3 separate regions of the Hordeum vulgare genome follow, and all the other regions are linked to region 2. A link is a contact called in public Hi-C data. All regions are on one chromosome and are shown on one strand. Each heading gives the region's core, a stretch centred on a gene start, on an enhancer-like site or on the middle of the called end of the contact. The rest is flanking DNA. Distances are from core to core; before and after follow the strand shown. Region 1 holds the start of LOC123407210 (cyclic nucleotide-gated ion channel 1-like). Region 2 holds the start of LOC123406989 (putative E3 ubiquitin-protein ligase UBR7). Region 3 has its middle 110 kb from the start of LOC123407210.

Region 1 (3,058 bases), core at 146-2,645, 710 kb after region 2:
CATACCATGAAGTTTTCTTCAGTGGTTCATCCTTTACACATTTTGAGGTAGAGGGACCAATCAAACCATTGTATGATGAAAGTAGAGACACCACAGTTCCATGTACTCTTATTCACATGTGTTGCATTAATTCCTCAAAAATCATGTGTTTCGTTGCTAACTTGCTATAACAAAGAGCTGGAGGATGCAAGTTTGACAAACCATTGTTCTATGGAAACTTCTCAAACAACAGGGAAGGGGGGGGGGGGTAAGAAATTTACCTAACATATCTGTCCTCTCTTTCCATCATTATCTCCACCAGGCGAACAGTTAGCAGCTAAGAGTGGTAGATCAATTCTTCAAGGTTTGGAATTTGCATACATTGAGTTCCCTGTTGATTATCAAGTATAAGTAAGAGCAACAAACAAGAACTTTCTACATCAACAAGACAACAATCCCCTAATACATCTGACAGAAATGTCCAGCGAGGTAGCTTAAATACTGTCAACCAGATTACCAAATAAAATGATAAATGGTGATTCAGTATAGGGTACTCAGATCCCTTGGTATACTTTATAAGGGATAACCGTCAAACTACTAGGTGGTTAAAGTTTGCCAGACAGATAAAGGTAACTATGCAGTGAGTATAAATACCATAGAAATAGATGCAAAGGTTTTTCCAACATGGCTCACTTTCCATGGGCATCCAGTTTGGCCACAACCAAAGACACAGTACATATAAGAACAAAACAATCGTCCGTGTACGTAGAGTCACCTTATAGAATAATTAGATTGTTCCTTTCAAAACAAACCCAATTGCTGCTGCGACGGACAAAAGTATAGCAGAGTATAACGTTAAAATGCCAAATTTAGCCTCGCCTGAAATTAACCCTCTAGCACCCATGGTTCCGCCTAACACTTGGCAACCACAAACCCAAACCCGCAACCTCTACAGCCAGAGCAACACAGCCTAACTTCGATGCTCAAACTAGATAAAATCGAAATTAACGACAGACAGAAAGACGCAAGCACTAGAGAGACTACAGTACGATCATGCTCCTCCCGCAGCGGCGCGCAGAAGCCGCCAGCTCGCCGAAAAATCACACGCCGGAGCTAAGCGCTTACAGGATCACGCCGCGGAATCGTAAGACGGAGCGGACAGAACTGCAACAGGCCCGAGTAGGGGAGGAGGGAGCTTACCTAGGGTTTGAAGAGGGTTTTCTCTCTCTCCCCCCTTGCGCCGTGTTAGGCGGGCTGGCGGGTGGACGGAGGGGAATGAGACGGGCGGTGGGATGGAATGGCAGGGGAGACCGGGGTTTCGCGGTCATGCGGCATGGTGGTAGTTGCCGCGGAATGGTGGTCGTCGTGGACTGGAGGACGAAGGGGACCAAAGGGGAAAGGTGGGTGGCCGTGGAGCCCCTCGTGGTGGACTCCACAATGACCTTGCCTAGTCTACCCCGTCCAGGCGTCCAGCACGCCGGCCAAGTTCCAAATCATTAATTAAGCCAAATAATAACGTTTTACACTTTATCCATAAGGATTCACCTTAAATCTATTTTGCACGAATCTTAGAGCAAGTACAATAAAGTGACATAAACAGGCTATAAGAATTACTAGCAAAAGAGTCCGTGCGTTGCAACGGAAGAGAAAATAACGCATGCTCTGAACGTAATATATTTTCACATGGCATCACATTTGTGTTGCCGACAATGGCTTTAGTGCTCACACAACGAAAACGCGTTTGAATGTACAGTCACTCGGAATAAGATGAGAAATATGTTGTTTCTTCCCACAAGGTTTTTCAAAGATGTGCATGCGTGGTTAACAATGTTTTCTTTTCTCTCAATTTGATTTTAAGTTAATGGATCTTTATTGCAATTCGTATCGTCGCCGGAAAGAGAGAAAAAAAAGGACCGTGCACTACAAATTAAGTTTGCATCAAAAATAATATTTAAGAAGTATTCAACAGCTAAAAATAACATCCTATTTAGATTCTACACATTATTTTAATCAAATTTCATATATAACGTGTTAAAATCAGAGTTACGGTTTAAAAGATATGGATAATTTTGTTTTAGATAAAATGTGGACTGATTAACTGAAAAGTCAGGGTTTTTTGTTAAAATACAGAGGGCGGGTTGATTACCTGAAACATCAGGGGGTGTTCTGAAAAATGCAAAAAAATGTTTTGTTTTCTGACTTAAATCCGGACTGCGGGTTGATTACCTGAAACATCAGGGGGTTTTCCGAAAAATGCAAAAAACGATTCGTTTTCTGACTTAAATCTGGACTGCAGGTTGATTTCAGGAAACGTCGGGGGCTTTTTGTAAAAGTGGCGCGACGGACGACAGAAACAGTCGGCGCTTTATTATTAGGGAGAGATAATATTATATTCTTGCTTAGTTAGAGGAAAGAGAGAGGAGAAGAAAGAAGAGAAGCGGGCTTTTGGCGAGTAGCCAGCTGCAACATGAGACGCAAGACACTTTGTGAGATTGTAAGGTGGGCCAACTACTACTAATGTAGTACATCTAAAATTTACTATTGTATATGCTGGCTATTAGGTTGACTGTATATGACATGACAACTCCTTATAACGGATTGTTGGTTGTATTATTAACCATGCTCTTAAAAAAATCGTTAAAAGTTCAGTGTCACGTAGACATCATCGTGTGTGGACCTTGGAGAGTTCGTCACACGACCCACAACACGAGGTAGATAGCTGCACCATGTGGGTGAACCAGTTTCTGTCCACAGTCATTATCTAGTCCACGCACATGTGGGCGAACTGTTCTTCGTCCACAGAACGCTCGTATGTTGCTAGATGGAAATTGCAGTTGCGCGTACGGGACAACCAGGTAAACTCACATGAAACTATGATTCGTTGCTAAATGGCAACTGCAATTGTGTGTACGTGGCAACCACTACAAGGCAACTACGATTAACCATATATGACAACTATAGTTGGACCACATGTGATAACTACGTAAACACACATGGCAACTATTCCGAGTAACTAAAGTGCCATCCTATGGATAACTATAGTTAACCAAAACAGAGAGAGTTGACATGTTTTTTCAAC
Region 2 (3,200 bases), core at 60-2,559:
CTATTGTGGAAGGAAGAAATGGGAAACAGGATGGGAGGAATGGATGCTATGTGGGCTCAACAACCAGGAAATTCAAGGTATGAATCAGTTTTATGTCTACTTATGGCTGCCATATTAGTCCCCCTAGCGCCTAATAAAAATTGACTAAGGCATCGCCTTGCCTCGCGCTTTGAGCGCCTGGACGCCTTAAAAATATAGGTCAGAACTGAGAAGTGGATAAACCCATTCAAGTCACTATCTAAGCACCATGGCAATGGTCATTGTAAAATACCAGGAAAGTGCTTAGTAAACTGGGATCCTAGGTTGACTGACTAGGATCCTTTTATGGTAACTATTGTAGGCTCCATCAGTTGAACTAAACAAAATAAATCTCAAATGCACTGGCAGCCTTGCATGCACTTCATATGCAGCATAAAGCACCAAAAACCATGAACAATCCAGAGAACAGCATGTCACAGCTCAGTAAACTACTTAAAAACGTCTATGAGTTGCTGACGATTCAGGTACACCCTAAAAAAAATGCCCCTCGTACACAGCGCATAATCAATCGGGAATAACAACACAAAGGTACTCGCAGGAAATCTAGATCCACAATTCCCCCAAATACTATTCACCCTCATTTCGTTGGCTGCTCACTTTTCAGACCCCTATGAACGCTGATCCAGCTTCGTACTGGTAGCTGAAGTTCAAGCGAACAGCAAATCTCCATTTAAAGCAAATGGCTCTCTAGAAGATGGGAGAGGATCACCTCATGACCGTCGTGGCAGGCGAGGCAGCAGGCGGTGCAGACCCCGGCGACGCCGTCGGGCACGCAGGTGAGGCAGGAGAAGACGGCCTGGCGCTTGAGGTAGCCGGCGCCGTAGGTGCACTCGTTGCCGTCGTCCCCGCCCAGCACCAAATCCGCCTCCTAGGGTATGGCAAACAAAAGGTGAGCACCGCCAGATCGTGCTAAAAAACGGCAGCGGATGGCGAGAGCGCGTGGTCGTGGGGGGGTTACCAGCTCCTCGGCCTCGATGCCGTCCAGGTACTCGCCGATGGTGACCGTCGGCTCCACCTCGTCCTCGAAGGCGGCGTCGATCCCGTCGCCGGCCATGGCCGACCTAGGGTTAGGGTTTGGTGCGTGGCGGTGCGGAGCGGAAGCGCTGGGCTCGCTTGCGTGCGTGCGTGCTCGGAGATTGGGGTTTGGGGGGAGCGGATATGGGAGGGAGGAATGGCGGAGGCGAGATTTTAATGCGTCTTTTTTTGCCTCCGCGAATCTCCGGGGGAGAGGTGATGCGGATGGGGAGAGGGTTTCTGGGTGGGGACGGCGGACGCGGCTGGTTTGGCGCGCGTCTGGCTGATATGTGGGGTTGGGAGGGTGGGTGCGACGTGTCAGTGGGAAGATCGCGCGCAGTGGATATTTTTGTTTTGTTTTTAGAGGGCGGGAGGCGTGGCTTTTGGTTTCCCGCCACCGCGGTTGGACGGCCGAGGAGCCCGCCGTCGCACGAAGGAGAGCAACGCGAAGAGAATCTGTAGTGACAAAGAAAAACCATGCACACTGCCTCCGTGAGCAAGCTTCCACACGCCAAGATAAAATGTCCTTGCAAACACATCCAACACAATAAGTTACTCCCTCCGTCCCGGAAATCTATCGCACCTGGTCATTTTGCAGAAACAACCTCGTTTTTTGTATTCAATCCGCACTCCCGACTCGTCTTTGTCACTCTGCTCCCCGCACTCACTCTCCTCACCCCTCTCAGCTATCGCCTCGTCGTCGCCGTCATCGACCGCCGGGCTCCTCTCAACTATCGCCTCTCCCCACACCTCTCCATCGCCGGCCGACGTCCTCCTCTCAGATCTCGCCACTCCCCTTGCCTCTCCGCCACATCGCCTCGCCTTGGCGTCGCGACCTCGGTTCGCTTCTGTGTTCCACAAAAAATCGAACCTTTTGTTCCAAGCCGGCGACGAATCGCCGGATCTCGCATCAGCAAGGCGGGATCTTCTTCGCGTTGTCGCACGACGACAAGCTGGAGGCGTCGGCGCGGCCCTTCGGCTACGGCAGCAACGGTGACATGGGTTGGCTCGACTACATCTTGTTGTCCGTCGGCTCTAGGTCCGTCGCCGTCGTTGTGGGCGGCGCTCGAGGAGTACACCGACGCGGTGCGGGAGGTGGGAGCGCGGGTGCTGGAGCTGATGGCGGATGAGCTCGGCGTGGCGGAGGAGAACCGCGGCATGCTGCGGCGGATGGCGACCCCGATTCCCTCTTCGTCAATGTTGGGGACTCCCTCCAGGTAGGCGACTGCTACCACACCATTACCAGCTCCATGTCAAATTTCTAGCAATCCCACAAAGTGTTAGTACTGTGATTTGTGATGGCAAGGAGTACTGTGATTTGGAGTAGGAGTAAATCATTACTCTGTAGCTGTAGAAGAATAAATCCCTTTTGTGGTCTAGAGTGATGTGATTTGGAGTAGGAGTGCTCGTTGTATTTCTGCTAATGGAATTCAGTGTGTGTAAAAAATTCAGTCTGCATTTCTGCTCATGGAATATGAATTTTCCTCAAGTGAAGTTGTTGGCTAACCGATGGACAAATCTGACGATGCTTTGACAGTTGCGCTAACCACACAAAGTGTGTGACTAGGTTGCATAGCTTTTCACCACCAGTAACCTGTAGGAGTTGATGTTTACTTGTTGGGTTAAGATAGAGTACGGTTTAGATACCATAGGAGTATTACTATTCCCGCGTAGAGTAATTTTTACTGAATTATGAAACTCTTTTTACTGAAATTTTACTATATATGTACAGTAAGTAAAGAAGCTAATTTTTTCTGCTTCAATTTTTTGCAGTTTAGTTTCTTCTCGGTGCTGCAGCTTCTTCCTCATCATGCAGGGACGGCGAAGACGAGCTTCTGACCACTTTGGGTATTGTGATGCTTTGCTATGTGCCATAGATAGTTCATGCCTTATTTGTACATTATGATTAGCAGTATTTGGAGTAGTAGGAGTAGGAGTTGGAGTATTTGGAGTAGGAGTAGTTCTTTCTATTGCTATGGACAAATGTTCAAATTAATCCAAATATTCTAAATTAAACATGCAAATAAATTCCAACAACTTCAAATAAATTCCAAAAAATTCATATAAATACCAAAAAATTCAAAAAGGACATGAGTAGATTATTGTAAAAGGACTTGAGTAGATTATGATAGTACTCCAAATTGTGG
Region 3 (3,024 bases), core at 324-2,823, 600 kb after region 2:
TGAATACACAGTTTTTCTCCCATCTCGTTGGCCCCCAGTATCTCGCAAAAACGGTTGTCGGAAGGGACACTTCAGCCCTTGCGTGTTCCCCTTTCGATCCCGCAGCCACCCGGCATCGCCACCGCCCCGCCCGTCGCCTGCGATTTCGGCCATATTCGTCACCGGAATCACACCGCCAAACCCCGCTCCACCGCGCCACCTCGCCGCCCCCCGGGAGTTCGTCGTCCGAGACCGACCGCTGCCTAGCCGCTGCCGCCACGGACTCACCATGTCGACGCCGCCCCTGGCCTGCCTCCGCCATGGATTCGTGAGTCGCCGCCTCCCCTAGCCCATCGCCGGTTAGTCCTTTCGTGCCCTTTTCTAGTTTGATATAGCGGTCGATCTGGAGAAGAAAATCCGTTTATACGAGCTCGGGTGTGCCATTTTGAAGATGAATTTGAGCCCTTGGAAGAAATGTTTGCTCAAGGATTCGTCCTTGCCGGACGAATCAGACATAGAATCGTTGCTCGAGAGACATCGGCAGCAAATCGTGGTGGTGGTGCTTCCTTTGAAGGAGCACGAAGATCGGAATCGGAAGAGGCGGCAAGGATCGACCACTGACCGTCTTTGTATCCCTCGCAACCGCCATCTTAGAAACGAGATGCTCAAGCAAGACTACTTTGCGGAGAATCCAACATATCCACCGTACCTCTTTCAAAGAAGGTATTGAATGCGTCGATCCCTCTTCATAAAATTAGTGCAAGCTTGTGAGACAAATTCTCGATTTTTTACTTAAAGGAGAAACGTCGTTGGCTTGAAGGGTTTTATTGCATATAAAAAAACTTGACAGCTATGCGGGTGATTGCATATGACGTTCCGGCAGACTATGCCGACGAATATTCATTGCCAAAGGCATGGACAGTAGTTACTGCCATTTTTCTATTAATTAATTTTAATTCATGTATGATTTGTATCATTGTTGTCTTCGGAACAATTTGTGCATTGAATTATTACTTTAATTCGGTGATTTTAATAATTATTGTAATCTATGATTTGGATAATTAAAAGATATTTATTTGATTTTATGTATAATTCAGTTTTTTGTGTTCTGTGTGATATATGGGTCAAATTCAACAAATATCACTTGGTATGTGAATGTTCTCTTTTACAGTTTTGCAATACAGGGTCTGTTCTATTGTGACCCGTGTCAAACTGCAAAATACGTTTTGCGTGAACTGTAAACACGTGATACAGGTCCACGATATAAAGGGTCTGCTAGAATTGCTCTAAGCTAACGCTTGGTTGCAGGCTTCAAGCGGATGAGGCGCCATACACGCATACAACTTTAGTTAGGTAATAGGTCGCACATGTGGACATATCCCTTGCAACTTCAATAGTTTACGCATATCCACAATTTTCTTTCTCTTTCCGGACACGACCATGTGATCGATAAATACGTGACAACTACGTGAGGCACGCGGTGGGAGCCTCAAGTTTGGTGCGCCTCATTTTCCTGCAGCACAGCCATGCACGGAAGAGATCATGTGCTTGTCTCCCATGCATGCATGGTGGTGAGTTTGCCATGTTGGCGAGTCTGCTGCATAGATGGTGCAATGGGATTGGAAACGGACGCGATCAGTGGATAAGATGTGGATGTGCCGACGTCGTCCATCCGGATGTGGACGTGAAGAAGCGGCTCCTCACGACATGTCATTGATGGATTGACGGCCAATCATCGTTCCCGGGGTCGTTGCCACGTTTCTGAAACGACGGGAAAACGAAACCTGCCAACGTTTCGGTGACTGGTGTACCCAAAGAGCAAGAGGCCAAGACTGCGCATAGTTTATGCAAGATGAGGATGACAATTCAAATTCTGCATAGTACGCAACTGACGAATGTCGCTATTTTAATTTCAGAAATGATAAATCCTGAAAGTTTGAATTTCACACATGGCAAATCGAATGTTTTTTACTGCAACTCTAGTTGACGCGACGATGACAAGTTTAGTTGGTTGTCATCCTCACATCAACTAAAGTTTATCATAAAAATGTTTGATTTGCCAAAATCCCAACGTTCGAGACTTACTGCATCTCTAGCAGATCCTATAAAATAGACCGTCCGTTAAAATTATCATCGATATAGCGGAGGAGAACGTTTTTTTCTCCGGAGACAAATTCGGTCAAATCGATCTTCCACTAATAGTTTTTGTGAGATCTTGCGGAGTCCGGGTTGAGACTGCCATATCTACGATTTCCCTCCCTCTTTTTGCCTTTCATTCCTGCCCCACTTGCCGCCACCGCCTTCGATCTCGCCAGCCCCTCAACGTTCGGCCTCGCCATGCCGCCAACGACCCTATGGAGTACCTGCGGTCATCGAGCGCCGCATTTCATGCATCGCCGCAACCATCTATGCCACTCCGTCCTCCTATGCCTCCCTCAGCTGTGCATTCCAGCGTCGCACCAACATCTTCCACCACCAGTGCCAAGTGGAAGTGGAATCAATCATTGGTATGCTAAAGTGGGGATGCTGGGAAGAAAGACAAGCATAAGGAGGAGAAGTGGGGTAAAAGATGTGCCTTCGAGGAGCGCAATATTGCCTTGGGGGAGCAAAAGTGGAGGGACGAGAGGACCGCCAAGGAGGACCAGTTCATGATGATGAATCGGAAGGGCATGGATGCAATGACAAAATAATTTGGGGGATGGAAAAGAATGGAGATCATGTGCCGGAGAAACACATAGCTTCAAAATCTTATGGCCAGTGGGTTGGGCAGTGTAGGTGGTGGTGTGGGGTTTGGAGTGGGTTTTGCTTTCGACAATGTTGGTGGTGGTGAGTTTGGAGGTGGTGGTGGCTTCAACATTGGTGGTGGAGGTTTGGAAGTGATGTTGGCTTGGGCAAGGGTGGTGGAGACGGTTTTGGAGATGGTGGTGGCTTGGGCAATGATGGCGGTAGTGGTGGCTTGGGCCATGATGGTGGAGGTGGTGTTGCCTTCGGCATTTTGGGGAGGTGGAGGAAGTGGTGATGCTTAGGCAAATGGAGTTCATCATG

What was found. Hi-C and Micro-C count contacts between places; a contact is called where the count stands out from the background.
Region 1: a Hi-C map of leaf shows a contact between it and region 2, with 2.3 times the contacts expected there. The contact joins the promoter of LOC123407210 here to the promoter of LOC123406989 in region 2. A contact is called at or near these places in 4 of 6 Hi-C or Micro-C datasets (leaf and seedling).
Region 3: a contact with region 2 is called in a Hi-C map of leaf, with 3 times the contacts expected there. The contact joins the enhancer-like site here to the promoter of LOC123406989 in region 2. A contact is called at or near these places in 2 of 6 Hi-C or Micro-C datasets (leaf and seedling).

The regions. Positions count from the first base shown.
Region 1 is chr7H:451,978,578-451,981,635 of MorexV3_pseudomolecules_assembly, reverse strand. It overlaps LOC123407210 (cyclic nucleotide-gated ion channel 1-like), which reads right to left and starts at 1,395. Exons shown (of 8, transcript XM_045100289.1): 1 at 1,180-1,395; 2 at 261-370. The coding sequence starts at 289.
Region 2 is chr7H:452,690,206-452,693,405 of MorexV3_pseudomolecules_assembly, reverse strand. It overlaps LOC123406989 (putative E3 ubiquitin-protein ligase UBR7), which reads right to left and starts at 1,309. Exons shown (of 5, transcript XM_045100012.1): 1 at 998-1,309; 2 at 749-907. The coding sequence starts at 1,093.
Region 3 is chr7H:452,087,545-452,090,568 of MorexV3_pseudomolecules_assembly, reverse strand. No RefSeq gene overlaps it. Among protein-coding and RNA genes, the nearest start is that of LOC123407210, 110 kb to the right of the region's middle. Within about 2 kb of position 1,573, at least 2 of the 3 cell types and tissues checked have open chromatin away from gene starts, as enhancers often do. A contact at or near this core is called in leaf, where this site is marked.